Regions from separate parts of the Danio rerio genome. Here regions 2 and 3 are each linked to region 1. Evidence: chromatin contacts called from public Hi-C and HiChIP or PLAC-seq data. All regions are on one chromosome and are shown on one strand. Each heading gives the region's core, a stretch centred on a gene start, on an enhancer-like site or on the middle of the called end of the contact. The rest is flanking DNA. Distances are from core to core; before and after follow the strand shown. Region 1 holds the start of babam1 (BRISC and BRCA1 A complex member 1). Region 2 holds the start of ctdspl3 (CTD (carboxy-terminal domain, RNA polymerase II, polypeptide A) small phosphatase like 3). Region 3 holds the start of gamt (guanidinoacetate N-methyltransferase).

Evidence for each region. Hi-C and Micro-C count contacts between places; a contact is called where the count stands out from the background. HiChIP or PLAC-seq counts read pairs in DNA pulled down with a chosen protein or histone mark.
Region 2: an H3K4me3 HiChIP or PLAC-seq map of embryo shows a contact between it and region 1, with 2.7 times the contacts expected there. The contact joins the promoter of ctdspl3 here to the promoter of babam1 in region 1. A contact is called at or near these places in 1 of 18 Hi-C or Micro-C datasets (an unstated tissue) and 1 of 4 datasets of contacts at active chromatin or transcription factors (embryo).
Region 3: a Hi-C map of hematopoietic stem cells shows a contact between it and region 1, with 2.7 times the contacts expected there. The contact joins the promoter of gamt here to the promoter of babam1 in region 1. A contact is called at or near these places in 3 of 18 Hi-C or Micro-C datasets (caudal fin, hematopoietic stem cells and an unstated tissue) and 1 of 4 datasets of contacts at active chromatin or transcription factors (embryo).

Annotation. Positions count from the first base shown.
Region 1 is chr11:6,194,149-6,197,555 of GRCz12tu, reverse strand. It overlaps babam1 (BRISC and BRCA1 A complex member 1), which reads left to right and starts at 1,895. Exons shown (of 10, transcript NM_001003752.2): 1 at 1,895-1,994; 2 at 2,236-2,294. All of the region lies in intron 1 of LOC141376513, which reads right to left.
Region 2 is chr11:5,942,197-5,945,603 of GRCz12tu, reverse strand. ctdspl3 (CTD (carboxy-terminal domain, RNA polymerase II, polypeptide A) small phosphatase like 3) reads right to left here and starts at 1,522. Exons shown (of 11, transcript XM_021479700.2): 1 at 1,230-1,522; 2 at 1-6. The coding sequence starts at 1,340.
Region 3 is chr11:5,990,807-5,994,213 of GRCz12tu, reverse strand. gamt (guanidinoacetate N-methyltransferase) reads left to right here and starts at 1,833. Exons shown (of 6, transcript NM_001105595.1): 1 at 1,833-2,040. The coding sequence starts at 1,866.

The DNA of each region.
Region 1 (3,407 bases), core at 646-3,145:
GGCCTAAGTTACGCTTTCACATTTCACCCCTCACAAACAAAACTTCCGTTAATGTTGTCATGGGATTTTACTTCATGATCACCTCTAGCTGTTTTCCCAACGCAGTCATCGAATGTCATTCACTTTTTCTCGTGTACACACTCACCTGTGGCTTAAAATGTAGCGAAAAATAAACTCCATTGCTACTCCACCGGAGATCAGCTTCAGCACTGCAGGGGGTGGTGGGAGACATATCCAGCTGCAGACCCGCTCACAGGTACACACACATGTGGTGTTTCTATTATTAACATTAAGCGATATGTCACCCAAAATAAAGATTTACCCACTTTTTACTCTTCCTCCAGTGCAGAGATCCCCAATATAGAGCCCGCGGGCCAAAGTTGACCCATGGTTACCTTTGATTTGGCTCGCCAACCAATCAGGGGAGAGCTGGACAAATGATGGGGAAGTGTTGGGGCGAGTCCCTCAAACAGAAATCGTCATTTCTAAATTTAAAAGACCCTTTGTTTGTTTGTTTGTTTGTTTGTTTGTTTGTTTGTTTGTTTGTTTGTTTGTTTGTTGGTGTTGGTTGGTTTGTTTGTTTGTTTGTTTGTTTGTTTGTTTGTTTGTTTGTTTGTTTGTTTGTTTGTTTGTTTGTTTGTTTCTGAGCTCAAAAAAACTGAAGTTAAATGTTTTATTAAATGTGAATTTATTATATATTTTAAAGGATAATTAAACCCAAAAACACATTTCTTTAGATGTTGACAGATACAGTGCTCAGCATATATAGTAGTACACCCCTCACAAATCTATCTTTTAGGTTCATATTTTAATAGAAAGCTATACAATATTATATTTGTGCATATACAGTTAAAGTCAGAATTATTAGCCCCCCTGAATTATTAGCACCCCTATTATTTTTTCCCTAATTTCTGTGTAACGAAGAACAGATTTTTTTAAACACATTTCTAAACATAATAGTTTTAAACTCATTTCTAATAACTGATTTATTTTATCTTTGCCATGATTACAGTAAATAATATATATAATGTTGTACTGTGTCAGTGAACTTGAACAAGTATACTAAAAGACATTAATTTTCACTAGTTTTATTAGTATTTTTTTTCAGTGATTTGAAAAATAAGTTAAATCTTTGTAGACTAAAAATGTTTATATCATTTATTTAAATATTTGGGCAACAAATTATAGATTCATTTTATTTAAAATTATTATATTATTCTTATTTCTTTAATTAAGCTATAGTGGTGTGGCCAGGTAGGGGCCTTACAAGATAATGTGCCCAGGCCCTGAGTTCTTAATCCGGGCCTGGTTACAGCTGAAATAAACTTTATAACTCAAAAACAATGTTACGCATAATAATACAGCTGTTTTGTGTCAGTTAAATCAGTTGACTGTTGAAATTTTTACATTTAATTTTAACATTTTTAACCCAACTGGTTGAGTTATTAAATAAATAAGCAAATAAAGGTTAGAAATAACATAACAAAGTACCAAATATTTAACTCAGCTGGTTGAGTTATTAATAAATAACCTACAGGTTAAAAATAACCCATCAAAGCACCAAATATTTAACTCAGCTGGTTGAGTTATTAATTAATAACCTACAGGTTAAAAATACTACAACAATGCACCAAATATGTTTAACTCAACCATTGGGTTAAATAAATAACTCAACATTTTTTAGAGTGCTGCGTAAAACATATACTGGATAAGTTGTCGGTTAATTCCTACGGATTAATAAAGGGACTAAGTTGAAAAGAAAATGAATGAATGAACGTAATATGCAATCACACCATTATATATTACATTATTATTACATCATTACCTTGCACGTGAAACCTCTAAATCTCCAGTCCACAAGAGGCGCTGATGACCGAAACACTCTTTAACAGTCAGCTCGGTTCGAACAATCGAACAAGGAAGTGTTGAGGAATAATATTGTGAAAACAGCATTTGATTATTTTACTACTAAATTCGTTTTCATTTAATGTTTGGTAAGTTATTGTTATATGTCGTTTCACAGTTTTGATTTCTGCTCCCTGTAAAGGTCTATAATCGTTAACCTGCGTTAAATACATGTCTTGAAAAATCACGAGTGTTGATTCACTGCTGTTGATGTTTTATACAGATGTAACGTTATTTCGTAAAATGCCACTTCAGCTTTGTATTTTAACACAGTCCTTTTATGGCCATGTTATAATGCTAATTCAATATGTGTTTTTTTAAACCGTTTAGAATGTTTGCTGTCATCCTCCTCATTCCGTCTTCTGTAGAAAGGGATCAGTGTAATTGAGGTAAAGTTGCTTTTATATTTACACATTCAGACGTTCTCCATAATAATATAATTTCATAAAAGTATTCGCTGGCAATTATAAATAGTGAAATCATATCAGCAGCAAATGACTATCAAAGCACAACATTGTTCACAGTCAAATAAATAACGTGCTAAAGTTGCTTTCAAGTCATACCTGCATGTTATTGTATGTCACAAGTTGTCACTGAACTAAGACCAACTTTGCCTCAATATCAGTAGTGTTCTGTACAGATGTTTCTGTGCATGTTACTGTTGTTTTTCCTGATTTGTTGTGTTGCTGTCATTGTTAAGATGGAAACAGCCCTAACAAGGAAGATAAAGGGGTGCAAAATCCCACCTTCAGATTTAAAGCCACTAATAAAAGGCTACAGTTGAAATCAGAAATATTATCCCCCCTTTGCTTTTTATTAATATTTTTGTTTCATATTTTCTAAATCATGTTTAATAGAGCAAAGAAATTTTCACAGTATGTCTGATAATATTTTTTCTTTTGAAGAAAGTGTTATTTTTTTATTTTGGCTAGAATAAAAGCAGTACACATTTTTTTAAAATCCATTTTAAGGTCACAATTATTAGCCCCCTTTAAGCTATATATTTTTGGATAGTCTGCAGAACAAAGAATCGTTATACAATACAATAGCTTACCTAATTACCCTAACCTGCCTAGTTGACCTATTTACCCTAGTTAAGCCTTTAAATGTCACTTTAAACTGTATAGAAGAGTCTTGAAAAAAATCTAGTCAAATATTATTTACCGTCATCATGGCAAAGATAAAATAAATCACACTGTTCAAAGGGTCATGGAAAAGTCATGGAAGTTGGACATGACATTTTTCAGGCTTGGAAAAGTTTTGAAAAAGCAGAAACACCCACAAAGTTTTGGAAAAGTCATGGAAAACAGATATCTGTATACTTGCGTTGTCTAAATCAATTTTAAATAGATATAAATATTAATTAAAACTAAATAGATTGTTGCGATTTGAACATGCATCGGCGACGCAGAGGCACAGTAGGTAGTGCTGTTGTCTCACAGCAAGAAGGTCGCTGATTCGAGCCTCAGCTGTGTCAGTTGGTGTTTCTGTGTGGAGTTTGC
Region 2 (3,407 bases), core at 273-2,772, 250 kb after region 1:
GTCATCCTAATGCAAGTACAAGCAAGAAAGACAGATGATAAGCCTGCGATGGTACATCCATGGAATTTGATTGCAATTAAAAATATAATACAAAATGTTAAAGTTTAGGTTTGGACTTAAAAACAAAACATAAATCATTAATACAGAGTCAAATTTAAGCACTTCCCATATGGATTTTCAAACTTTTTCATAAAAATGACACATTTACATACTTTATTACATTATGTCGGATGGTGTTTGTTAGAGTAGTATATTATACAGAACACTATCAGGAAAGTTTTTACAGAAGGTTTGCCTCAACACTGAATTACTGTCATCTACTCTCCTAAATGCCATTATTTGCTCACATCTTGAATGTGTAATTTAATTTTCCTCTTAAATTTATTTTTATTTTAAATTCATCCATTGTTTACAAATGAGGTGGTGTTCTCAAAGCATTTTGATTTCTCCCACTGTTTATGCAAAGGGTCCAGAAAAAATAGTACACCGAGAAAAGATGTTTGCTGTTTGTTCAAACTACTTTTTAAAAATGAGTTAAAGCAACTAATTACTTTCTACTAATTATATCAATAATTTACACTATTTTAGACCTTTTATTTTACGTTCACATCAGTTATTTTTTTAAGTGTCCAATTTAATTATTAATACCCATTCATTAACAATTAAAAAGCACTTAGGGCAAAATATATGCATTTTTAAAACGAGAAAACACTATATTATTAAACTAAACTATTTTCAAGGATTTCCAGGACCCATACAAAACCTGTTAACTGCATTTATTCTGTACTATTTCTGGTGTTAATGACAAAAACACTTCCATGTGCTTCTTCAGCGCCAATACACAGAGAAGCTGATTGGTCGAGATGGATCTTCCCAAATACCTTTCTAAATAGTGGAATCCTATTGGACAATCAGTGAGAATAGGCTCCGCCTCTAAACATATGTGGGACAGCACTCAAAACACTTACCAGAAGCATCCAATACTATGTTCATATACACAAATCTACATCATTCGCATGAACAACAACATGTATTAATATCTAATAATGATATTTTAATGAAACATCATCAGAGGAACGTTGTTTAATTTCGCTCGCCGTATCTCTTGTTAGCATTATGCTAACTAGGCCTAAATACATCCTTTTGAATACGAAATCACACGATAAATCGCATCTAAACACAAATCCTGGTTTATTTTCACTTGTTTTGTACAATTCAACAGGACTGACCTGGTTCTGGACCGGCTCGTTCTCCCGGCTCGGTGTCTCCGGAGCGGCTCGGCGGCGGCGAATCGGTGTCGTTGTGTTTTCGTTTAAAACAGTTCTCGAGCGAAGCCTCATTTTCCTTTAATCCTGATTTAAAAAGACCGGATAAACAGACACGGAGACTTCAAACTCTCAGGGAAACCGTAAAATTACAAGAATCGCATCAATCTCCATGAATTAAATCATCAGTTTGATCTCGCCGTTTTCACTTCCAGACAGCCTGACAGCCTGACCCCAGTTTAAACTGAATCAAACGTAAGCGAGCTTTAGCCAATCAGAACATAAACCCGAAGCGATGGGCGGAGCTCTAAAAGACAACGGCGCAACGTGATGCGGAAGTCACATTGACAGGATTGTTTTTTTTCTTTAAATAATGGCCAAAAATTATATTAATACCCCCGAAAAAGTATATACGACATATAAAATATTCATAATTATAAAATAGGCAATACAGCTACTAGCAGAGAAGTAACACATTAATAACAATTTAAAGTTCATAAATAAAAAGAGAGAGAGAGAGAGAGATCAAGATTATTAAATATGAATCATTGTAAATATACTGATTGATATAACTGTTTTATCCATAAATGTTGATTGCTTTATGTAGTTTATTCTGACTTATTTTTATTGATTTTTTTCATTTGTTTTTATTATTATTATTAAATGTATTTATTTATTATCTTTTTACTACTTACGTTAATACTAATGCTATTTACTGTGTTTTTAAACATGAATATATTTTCAAACTATGACATTTCAATTCCTTTATATTCGAAGCCTTTATGAAGCATGTCACATTTAATGAGATATGGTAAACAACAACAAAAAAACAATATCAAAGCAGTATTGTATTAGAACAAACAAACAAAAAATCATGTTTGTTGATTGCAGTGGTTCTGTTTCTTAAAATGACAGTGGCCGCCAATCGTATCTGGATGCAGCCTTTATAATGCAAACTGAGACTGCATCACTCAGCGATGCAATGTCAGACACAATGCACTCAAATGGAGCTAGTGACGTCACTGTGACGGATAGGGTTAGGTGACGTGAGCCCATTAAAAAGCATTGGATGCAGCCAAGATTGCACTGCATCAGGTCTGCAGCCAGACCCTTCTCGTGGCCGCTGGTATTTTGCCTGCCTGTTGTTCTTTGCTAAGCCAGTAGGCTATATACTATACTTCTGCGCGCTGTCTCTGTCGGTCTGTATTAACACTTCCGAAACGCTAGTTGGCAGTGAGGTGTAAATATTCCTCTGTGTCGAGTTTCTTCTCTGCTTTTTAGTTTTTCCTGAACACTTCCGGGATGTACAAGTGGCTCAAACTCGCTCATTTTGAGGCAGGAACCGGCGAACGTGCAGCAACTTTAACTATGAGGTAAACACAAAACAAAACTTTCCATCCGGAGCTCCTTCACGGGACTCCACACTTGTAAACAATCGTTCGCGCCATTCGCGCGGCTCTCGGTCCCGCCCAGACTCGTCAGCGCTACCAAGCCGACCAATCACAGAGCTTACGCTATGCGTCGTTGCGACGTGTAGTTACATTTTTTGAGAGGTGCACGTCAGCGACGGCGACGGCCACGGCGAAGGGCTGTGCGTCAGCGCCGTAGCATACGCCGACGTTTGACGCAGAAGTATAAATCAGCCTTTACTCCCACCTCTGCTAAACGCACTGTTACTTTGCAATATATATATACACACACACTGAAGTCTAAAAGTCTAATCAAAGTTCTGAAAGGAGTCAAGATAAAAAGAAACGTCACAAAAATAACATGAGAATTATACTTTATTGTATTCAATGTTTAAGTTTACAGCTGAAGATTTGTGAAAAATCAAACATTGAAAAATATGATACTTGACAATTATAAAATGTAAACGTCGAGCGTACATTTCGCAAACTCTGAAACGACAAACTTAACATGAAATTTCTCTTTCTGTTTTTTTTGTTTTGTTTTTTGTTTTTTAAACACAACAGAAAACACCCAAACTGAAGCGTCGAACAACATATAAAAAGGCAAATAACTTCGGTTAAAAAGTCAAAATTCAATTTCATCCGTGCTGAGGTGTGTCATTTTATCCTACCATACGGGTTTTCAGCACTCAGACTGAGAGGTACAGTTGTTGTGTGAAGATTTCCTAAAATA
Region 3 (3,407 bases), core at 584-3,083, 200 kb after region 1:
AATACTGAGCATGCCTTCTGGAACTACTCGCGCACACACACATGGCAGTACTGTTTTATTTTAAAAAGCACTGTGAGAGTACAACTATACACATCTCACTATTTAAATGTACTAAAGATAAAAAAGCTTAATTTATAAGTTTATTAAATGTATTTATTTGATGCAAAGTGCGAAACACTTTTCAAATGTAAATATATTTGAAAATGTAATTAATTCCTGTGATTATTTAGGGTCATTACGTCAGTCACATGATCCAAAAAATGCTGATATGCTGCTCAAGAAAGGTTTTATTATTATCATCAACGGCGGACTTAGTGATTTAGGGGCCCTATAATTGAAATTCAAAACACTCTCTCTCTCAGATATTTGTTTTCTCTCTAGATTTAGTTAATAAACTGCAAGTTTAAAATATATTTTAAGTGGAACCTTCTTAATTTACAATAAAAAGCAAACTCACAAACTAAACAGTTAATTAGTCATACTTGTGATTAGATTTTAATATTTGCATGTGCAGTACAGAGGGAAAGTTTCACCATTCACAGGGCTTAGAAATTATCTCTGGTTTAGAATGATCTCTGGTTTAGAAAATAATAACGTTAAAATCTTAAAGATTATAGACAGATTTGGTTACATATGATTATAAAATTGCTTCAGGATGATTAATATAGGCTTCTTGGCATTGGTTGGTTGCTTTTCTTGCTTATTGGTTAAGTCGGCCCCTAATTATTATATTATATATATATATATATATATATATATATATATATATATATATATATATATATATATATATATATATATATATATTAGCATCATCAATATTTATTAGCAGTTATTCAGCTATTCAGAATATTTATATCAGTAATATTTAATGAATCGAAAGATCAGCATTTATCTGAAATAAAAAGCTTTGTATACGCACCATTTAAGAGCCAGAAATATTTTTTGTTCAATTATTACTTCTAGTTAGGCAAAGATGTTTAAATTGATCAAAAGTGATGATAATAATGGTTATTATGATACAAAAAAATTCTACGCTAGATAAATGCTGCTCTTCTAAACTTTTTATTCATCAAAGAAAGCTGGAAAAAAATCTACAATGCTGTTTTCAACATAATATAATAATAATTATACAAATTGTTATAATAAATTTAATATAGAGTACTTTATATAGCGTATATGATATATAATAGAAAAAAATTAAATATAATATATTTAAGTCGCTCTTTTTACTCAAACAAACGTCGAAAACAAAACAAACTCTTTTTTTACTTGACAAAACCAAAACTAATGAATTTATGCAAAACTCGACAACGTCTGTTATCCAGCATGATATTCCACAGGACATCACGTGTGGAGGAAAACAATTAACGTGTGGAAGTAAACAACTAATTTACTCGTTTATATTAGATTACTGACAAATATTGTGCATTTTATTGCTTTTATTTTCATTATTAAATCAGATGTTGAGTCACAGATTTTGACAATATCTCAGATTTGCACAGCAATATCAAAGGGCATCTGGATTATCATCTCCAGCAATCACTGACTATGCCATGCTTTAGCCACGTGAGTATGCATAATCGAGGCATTTTAAATAGTAAAGCACAGAGAGCTACAGCTGTTGGGTTAACCGTCATGAATCAGAGTCTGCTCCAGCTGTCTAGAGTGCTGCATGTGAAGACCAACCCCCTGCTCAGAGGACTCCTTATCAACACTCACTGTTGGACTACACTGATTCTTGCACAATCAGCAGTTCTTTAAATATATAACACTCAAGTCCCGGCAGAGTCGACCTCTTCAGCCACCGCGCGTTCACGCCACTCCACATCTGCACATCTGCAATCTACATTCAGCAGTCCACCATGAGCGCCGCTCAGCCGATCTTCTCAAAGGGCGAAAACTGCAAACAAGTGTGGCACGACGCGAACGCAGACTACAATGCGGCCGACACACACCTGGAGATCATGGGGAAACCCGTCATGGAGCGCTGGGAAACTCCGTACATGCACTCTCTTGCAACAGTCGCGGCGTCTAAAGGTAATTTTCGCTTCAAATCTCTCGATTCAGCCCCACGAGTCACTGAAGTTGTGTTATGTTTTGTTTTACCCTAAAAGTAAGTTAATGTTAATTCTGAGTTAGCCTATAATATGGTGCATTTTTATATTATATCTAATACATGCATACATTTAATAATGTCGGTCAAAACTTTAAAACGAGTCGTTTTCTCAATAACACAAGTGCAAATTTACGAATGACACTAGAAAGGAGGATCCGATTCCTTATTGAATCGTTCGACCGAGTCGTTCATGTCAGGAGAATCGTTCGCACTTCAACAGATCCGAACTGAAGATATTTGTTACTTCATTGGACATAAACTATCTGCATTTTTGTTATAAAAATGAATCACCTTTTGTTCTTGGATTTATTCTGCTTGTATATTTCTGTTAAAACGCTTTTATGGCCCAGAAAGTTATGTTTTCATCAAAATCAGTACATTTGTCTGTACAATTTTCCATTGATGTATCAATTTATTAAATTAGCCGAAATAGCCGAGAAGTTAAACAAGTTTTAAATAAATTACTGTGTTGACAAATGTAATTGAAACCCCATATAAGCTTAAAGACTTCATTGGAAAAATGTTAGTGCATTTTCATAACAACGTGATGACGTAACAAATCCAAGTCATTTCGAAATGATCTGTTCGAAAGAGCCGATTCTAAAAATGAATCGCATCAGAGATTCCCTCACTACGGGGAGCGTACATAGACTGTAAAAGATGAGGGGTGTATAGCAGTATTCTAAATATTAATCAGAAATGCTGACTTTTGTAACCTTCCCATTGGGCGCCCAAAGGCATTACCTAATTATTATTCATCAGCTACGCCTTCGCATTAGTAGAAACTTAAGTAGGCTATGTGAACGTCCACGTAACCGTGAGATAAGAATGCGTTATCAGTTAATATATGACATGAACACTTGCTTAAGTCACAAGCAGGTGCAAAAATTCCCCACGCGAGGACAAAAAGTAGTACTGGTAAAACCTTATTACATTACATTATTATTTTTTACAAACTCACCACTAGACGGCGCGCTTCTGTTTACTTCCATTAAAGGAGCAGTTCATCCAAATATGTAAATTCTGTCATTATTTAGTCACCCTTTACTTCAGGGCTATCCCAAGTGTGCCGCAAGCCTACGTTTGAGTGAAGGTTTCGGCCGTTAGATCGCCCCCTGGGGGCTGGCTGCAGTACAAGTCATAAAGCCCGCCTCCTCCGTGTTAATGAAGGAGACTTGAGCCCAAATAAAAAAAAATATTACACTTGCAATAAAATGTCCCGAAAGATAGTTCTGGTGGATTAAGGCACTGGTTATTGTGCTGAAATAGGTGCAGATCTTCATTTTTG